Linked DNA regions of Rattus norvegicus: region 2 is linked to region 1. Evidence: chromatin contacts called from public Hi-C data. All regions are on one chromosome and are shown on one strand. The core of a region is the stretch at or near the end of the contact, and the rest is flanking DNA. Distances in the headings are between cores, read along the strand shown.

The links. Hi-C and Micro-C count contacts between places; a contact is called where the count stands out from the background.
Region 2: a contact with region 1 is called in a Hi-C map of Schwann cells, with 6 times the contacts expected there. The contact joins two enhancer-like sites. A contact is called at or near these places in 4 of 12 Hi-C or Micro-C datasets (Schwann cells, liver and psoas muscle).

Annotation. Positions count from the first base shown.
Region 1 is chr1:7,653,799-7,657,467 of GRCr8, reverse strand. Epm2a (EPM2A glucan phosphatase, laforin) reads right to left here. Exons shown (of 4, transcript NM_001276762.1): 3 at 3,214-3,455. Among named protein-coding and RNA genes, the nearest start is that of Epm2a, 110 kb to the right of the region's middle. Within about 2 kb of position 1,882, at least 49 of the 93 cell types and tissues checked have an H3K27ac peak or open chromatin away from gene starts, as enhancers often do. A contact at or near this core is called in Schwann cells, where this site is marked.
Region 2 is chr1:8,798,737-8,802,405 of GRCr8, reverse strand. The region is part of intron 50 of Utrn (utrophin); the gene reads left to right. Among named protein-coding and RNA genes, the nearest start is that of Utrn, 240 kb to the left of the region's middle. Within about 2 kb of position 2,060, at least 2 of the 93 cell types and tissues checked have an H3K27ac peak or open chromatin away from gene starts, as enhancers often do. A contact at or near this core is called in Schwann cells, where this site is marked.

The DNA of each region.
Region 1 (3,669 bases), core at 633-3,132:
CCAAATACATTTTATGAAATTCTCAGAATTAATAAAATCCTTCTAAACTTGTGACTACTCCTACAGTCTGTTATAGTAATCTCTATATAATAGAGATCCCATCCCTTGATGGCCAGTAGAGGAACAGACCTGCCTATACCACAAGCTAGCTAGCCCCCAAGGACAGCCAGGCTCCTGCCAGGTATTTAGGCTCCAAGGTCAGTGTTGCAGCAGAAAGGCAGAGGTAAATTGAGTCTGCTGAACGAGAAAATGACTGAAGCCGGGATAACAAAGCAACGCCCAGGGTCTTAGAACTCCCTGGGAAGGAAAGGGTTAAGCTGTTACAGGAACAGAGCAGAGATCAATACTCAATGGAACTTCCCCTGAGATAGGAGTTTAAATGAGCAAATACAGTTTATTTCTTTGATTTGGAGTTTTGGTGGTTTTTTTTTTCCCCCCATTCCCCAGGTGAAAGAGACAAACCTTAAAAAAAAAAAAAGAAGAAGAAGAAGAAGAAGTAGAACTGAAAGGGAAGAAGATGTCTAAGCCAGCCGTCCTTATATGACAAAATGTACAACAGGAAGGATCAATAGGACAATTGACTGCAGCCAGTCTATGACAATCGAGTCTAACAGACTCTCCTTCCAGACTTCGCCCGACAGCATTATGCAGCAGCTCGGAATGCTTCCAGACAGATCCTGCTCCTCCTCTTGGAGTTCTAAAAATACCCAGGTAGAGTAATCTATACGTGCCCTGGTCTGTAATTGTACGCTACATAGATTAATCTGTTGGGAGAAAGTCACCCTGCCACTCTGGAATGGTTAACTCTTTGATAAACTGTCAAGGTCCATCCGAACCAAAGAAATCCTTTCTTCAGTGTCAGAGTTTGGGCTACTGCAGTTGTGAGCTCCTTGGCTCTCACCCTGTTGCTGTTAGCTCTGCACGGAGCTACCATGGACACCCTGACCTGGTGACCCAGTGAGCCCCCACAGCCATGCTTTGAATACAATTACAATGGCTCCTAGCAGATAGATGACACCAAGCTACTGTGCAAATTGCCTTTTAACCTCAGACCCTTCAGTTAGCAGAGCATGGGATGGGGTGAGAGAGTAGCAGTGAGAATGAACGGCTCCATTGCTCCCTGCCGGTTTCCCTCCTGTTTACCCAAGTGGGCAACAAAGTTGCGAAATTAGAACCACAGAAGCCAAGTAAAAATCTCTGTGCTACACTCGAAAGCTCTAACAATTCTTTGTCTTAAAACCAGAGGAACAGTCTTCGGAGAGTTAATCTGTCCTTCTGTTTATGCAAACTGGTTTGTTTGGGGTTTGGCTCAAGAAAAGGCAGGGCTCTGAAATTCCACCTGAGGTTTCTGAAGGGTCAAGATGGCCAGTGAGGTGGGTTTCCTATGGCCCTCAGGGGCTCTGCTTTACAGACCTCTGGTTGCTGGGAGACAAACTATGTTGACTTCACTTGACTGCAACTCATCAAGAACTGAAATCATGTGGGCCTGGGAACACTGCTTGAAGCGCACAAAGAAACGGGTAGTTGCTACTTCGCAGCCCGGCTTTGGGAGCAGCAGTTCTGTGAGTCAGAATGACATACTTGAAATCTGGGACATGACTCTTTCCAGTCTTAGGTCCTGGTCCCATTACATAACCGTTTTTGTACCTATCTCTTCCTCTGCAAAATCCTCTTCCTCTGACTACAATGTCTGCCTAGAATCTTCTTGAAGCTGATGAATTAATCCATTTTGTTCCTGAGAGGTGTTGGGAGACATAGCATGCATTACACAGAGAGAGCTGAGTGGGGGAGAAATGTTTTCTAGCTTCCTGGCCAGGCTTCACTGCCAATTTTACCCAGAAGAACAAATCGCCAAACTCCCCAACCCCATGCACCCTCTACAGCTCTCTGCTGCCCCCTGCTGACACGTTATTAATACTGTCATCAGGAGGTCATTCTCTTACCAGAAAAGTTAGCCCTAATTTTCAGCAACTGTCAATCGTATCTGTAAATGGCTCTTCTACAAGTCCAAGCTTCTGTGCCCTTTTCTGTGCTCCTCCTTGCCCCCACATTGCCCTCTCTCTGCCCACATCTCCCCGTCCAAGCCAGGCCTACTTCAAATGCCATGAAAATTGTGTAGCCTGTCTATCTGCCCGTCTAGAGAAGCCATAATCTCCAGGGCACATGGCATCGTTCACTGTCCATTCTCCTCTGCGCTGTAATTGATTCTGAACTTGTCTTGCTGCTGCGTACTTACGTTGTCACAACTATGACTTATTTGCCTGCTTCCCCAGCGGTACCCGACCATGATAACCCATTCATAATGGCTGTTCTCGCATGCTTCCCAGTCCACGACGACTCACTACCGTGCTCCTCCCCACACCCTCGGTGCCTCACCTCCCAGTTATCACCCATTTTCCTGCACCCTCCTCACTGGATTGCCAGACCCAGCTCCAGTCTGTTCATGTAGCAAAAGAAATACTTCCGGTAAACAAACAAAGACAAAAAGAATCTACACATCCCCTGGCTTCTCCTTTCCCCTTCTCCTGTGACATCGTTCCTGTGACATCATTCCTGTGACATCATTCCTGTGACATCATTCCTGTGACATCATTCCTGTGACATCATTCCTGTGACATCGTTCCTATGACATCGCTGCAGTAGCTCAAGTCCTAAGGGTGCTTTCATATTCTCAGTTCTTTAGCCACATTGATCTTTCAGTTCACAACGCGACACATCCTCTCGGGGCATAAGACTCTTCTAAATTGCTTTCTCCCATCCTCTCCCATCTTGCCCTCTCCCCAGTCACTGCTCAGACGGTACCTCAGACATCACTACCTCAAAAGGCTCTCTAGATTATCTACACAAGCTCTCCAAACTATCTGTGTGTCTTTAAAACCAACCCGTTGTGCTTTTAAACCCCTACTTTAGTTCATTCATTAACACTTGCCACCCTTTAGAGACTATATGCTCTGTGTTCCCAGTCATCAGTGTAACGCCACCACACAGTAGATTACACACACACACACACACACACACACACACACACGTATATAAAGCCACATTAAACAGAATCCTGTCAAAGTGTTTAAACATATATTAAACCTAAATCCTTATGTTGATTCCATTTTTATAACTCACAGTTAAGGCATTCAGTTATAGATGACAGAAAGACAAACAGGAGCCCCTGAAGCAAGTTCCTCAGGAACCCAGAGTGCTCCTTCCAGCCCTTACCCTCAGTGCTCATGTCTGGAGTAGGCATCCAGATATAGGCCAAGCCTTCTTCCTTATACAGCTTCATCATGGTGTCTGGAGTCATGGGTTCCGGGTAGCGGTTGCAGCCTGAAGAATTCTGGATGATATCCCATTCAGTCTGGAAATTCATGACAGCCGTAATTCCCAGTTCATGCTTCAGTTTGATGGTCACATGCTCCAGTTGTCGAGGGCAGCTACCCAACCAGATATTTGGTAGAATTCTAGAAAGATCATACAGGGTCAACCATTACTAAGGTTCTAACTTGAGTTTTCAGTATCTGCATGTAACATATACTATTTAAGTACAATTACTCTTTCAATCTGATAAGGAAAGGCTGGATTTTTAAGGATATAAGAAATAATACTAATTTTTTTAAAACTACTTTTATTACTGTTTTAGGAAAACTTATTATAAGATCAACAAGCACACCAGGA
Region 2 (3,669 bases), core at 811-3,310, 1.1 Mb before region 1:
TGGGTATGTATGTGTATGCACATGTGTGTGTGCATGTACTCCTGTGTGCATACATGCACTGCATGTATGTGTGGGTGTGTGCACATGTATGCATGTGTATGTGCATATGTATATGCACATGTATGTATGCATGTGCGCCTATGTGTATGTGTGCATACATGAGTATATCCATGGGTGCCACTGTACTTGTATAGAGGTCAGAGAATCACTTGTAGGAGTTGGTTCTCTTTATCTGCTGCTTATGTTCCAGAACTCTAACTCAGGGTGCTAGGCTTTGGTAGAATGCACCTTTCTGCACCAAACCACTGTTTTTGACTTCTGATGATCATTGTTAGATTCTTTAACATGGTTCTGAAACTCCTTGAAGAAGATTCTATGGGGAGAGCATGAGAATGCATGTGTGTTAGTTACTGACTCAGGTTCTCACTAGGTACCCTAACAAACACACAGCTTTGCCAGAAGTTCAGGGTCAATGGCTGTGATCTTGGTGGTTTTATCAGTATAGCATTCTTATATCATGACATGTTCTTTGGATCAGTCTCATAACTAAAATAGGGAGGGAGGTGGGTTAAAAATAGCAGTGAGCAAGATACTTCTTCAAACTCATTCATGTGCAGAAATTCCATGGGTAAGAAGCATGGCTCTGTTTTTGGGTAAGCATTTCTGAAAAGTCGAGCACTTGCTTTGAAATAAGCAGTCTGCTTTGTTTAGCACCACTGAGGCTTGACTTTGTAAATACCCTAAAACAGTCCACAGCAGTTAAGTTAGATGGAAGAGGCAATTAAAAACAAATTATATTCCAAGGTGGTCTCTCATTTATCAAAGTTGAGATAGCCACAGAGCTCCAGTTTTGTCGTGGTGCAAACCCTTGCTTTAGTTCATTTTGTTTCTGAGTTGTTTTGGAAATGAGAATTCCTATTAATATTTAGACATGGCTTAGGTCGTATTGTTCTTTATGTCATTGGGGAAAATACAACAAAACCTTGGCTCACAGAATCCTTCCTGAGTGACGGCTACAGCTTCTATATCGAAATCGAGTGTCTTTCAAATCGTTAACTATCGTAAATACACACCTCTTGGGAATATATAAACTATTCCTTACTTTCTTAAGCAAGGTGCGAGATTATATTAACCTTCTTTTGTGTTTTTGACATTGCTCTTCTTAAGACAAACTTTAGACCAACATTTCTCCACTTTTAAAATTATCTTCCACAGGAAGCTTTTGAGACCCTGTCCCCCTTAAATTTTAGTGAATTATCCTGGGGACAGAGCAGAGTCTTACTGACATAGCTGAACTTGCAGTGTACCTCAGAGCAGGATCAAACTTGGAATTTTCCTGCATAGTCTTTGGAGCTTTATCAATAGTGAGTGTCCTGTGCTGTTTGCTTCCATATTCTATGCACTTAAGCTTTTTAGTGAGACAGGAAGTCAGTCAGTCCTTCTACTACTGCTCTGAGGGGTAGATCTACTTAGCAGTTCCTTTGAGAGCATGTGGGCCAGCCTAACACTGTCAAGCTCGGTGAAAATAAAAAGTCACACAGAACATGAACGACAGTTTCTTAAGATCGAAAGCCATGTTCTCAATTCTGAAACATGCATGACAAACTGAATCAGCTGCTGTCTCCTGTGAGTGGCTGCTGTGAGCGTCCCGGAGCTTTCTCATGGTCTCTCACCGCAGTAGGCAGTTCACACAGCTCTCCTATAGTTCGCCCACCATCTTAAAGGACAAGAAGCCTCCCCTTTAGCATTGCGTTGGCTGTACATGGCCGTACAGAGGTGGTAGAGAGTTCCCCAGAGTTACACAGCTCATCAAGCGTCTCTGGAATTCGAATTTTTGCCTTTTTGCCTACACAGCCAGGCTCTTACTTCCTTTACCAAGAGTTTATAATTTTTCTTCTTTGTTATCAGAGTGACAGCTCTGGCTGGTGAATGCTCTCTCTGTGCACTTGCTTCTCAGATCTGCGGTTCTATTTACTGGCACTTATCTGTGCTGTGTATGGAGAACAGATCAGATTAAAGATATGAGAGCGCGCATGAATAATAGAGCAAGCTCGAGCACATGACCACCGTGCCACTCTGATGTCCCCGACAGGCCTTTGTCATCACTTCCTCCTACTGCACAGCTGAGCTCTGAATATACATCATTGTCAGTGGAATTGTGCAGAGGTGAAGGGGTATCATACTTGCATATGCAATGATAATGTTAGTGGCTGTAATTCCTAAAGTTTAATATCAGCCTTCCGTTCAGATGAATTGAAACTGACCATTCACATTTAAAGGTCCTCATTCCCTTATCTGCAGTGTATAAGTCCCAAACATCCCCGATAATAGACAGCTGCCCTTTGATGTGAGGGCGGTAATTACAGTCTTTATGCAGTGGGTATAACTTCCTCCTGCGGCATAAAGATTACTATATTTAGTTGCTTCCGTAAATCTCCTAGAAGATGATCTGTAATATACATACATTCATTTTGAAAGGTGCAGGAATTCTTAGATCTCTGCTTTGCATTTTTAATGACACTTAACTAATTACTTATTGCAAATTTCGATAGTCAAAAGTGTTTGCACAAGTTGAGTAAACTTTATCTGAAATGCTTGGAACCAGAAGTGGTTTGGACTTGCGGGTATGTATTTACAGACACCTAGTGCCACGTATAGGAGATGATGCTCAAATCTAAACACAAAATTTATTATGTTTTAAACATACTATGTAAGTTGGGGAGTGTAGCATTTGTGAAGCCTTGTACCATACCAGCACCATATTTAATTAGCTAATAAAAATTCATGTATATTTTAAACATAAACCAGAAGGCAATTTATATATCATGTTAACTAGTTTTTAAAAATGAAACAGTAATTTCAACTGTGATGTTGCAGTAAATATTAAAAGAAAAGCTTCAGAAACCTAGAAACCTAGGAGCAGTCAGAGGCAGGACCCTTCTGGTTTCTGCCTGAGCCTAGAGCTGAAAGCCAGTTGCCAGGAACTCTGAGACACCTGAGAGCAGAGGTTAGATTGAATCTTCTGCTCCAAACTACCTGCCTGGTAACCTCAGGACACAAAAACACAGGAGCAGTCTGGGACAGCACACTTCCAGTTTCGGCTTTCAGAGCTGAACCTGTCCTGTACCCCTCTATACCCAAATCCCATAGGGTAAAGAGCTGAACTCTCAGAACTGCAGACATTTCTGAGAGCTCAGGGGAGATAACTATTTCTGCTCACATTCTTTGCCCAAGAGGAACCTGCCTAGTGCCCTCTGGATACAGGAACCTAAGAGCAGTCAGGGGCAAGGATCCTTCTGGTTTCTGCCTGCACCTGGAGCTGTACCCAGATCCCATGGACTGTCAGAAGTAAGGACAATTCTGAGAGCTGAGAGGGGACAACTACTTCTGTTCACATTCCTGGCCCAAGAGGAACCTGCCTAGTGCCCTCTGTTCCCTCTGGGTACAGGAACCTAGGACCCTTCCGGTTTCTGCCTGTACCCAGAGGTGAAAGCAAGTCTCCAGGAGAACTGGCACTCCTGGGAGCAGAGGTAAGACCAACTCTTTTGCTTCAAGTGAACCACCTGGGGGACTCAGGACACACAAACCCAGGAGTGGTCTGGGACAGGACCCTTCCAGTTTCTGCCTGCACCCAGAGCTGACCCAGTCCCACAGCTCTCTGTACAGATA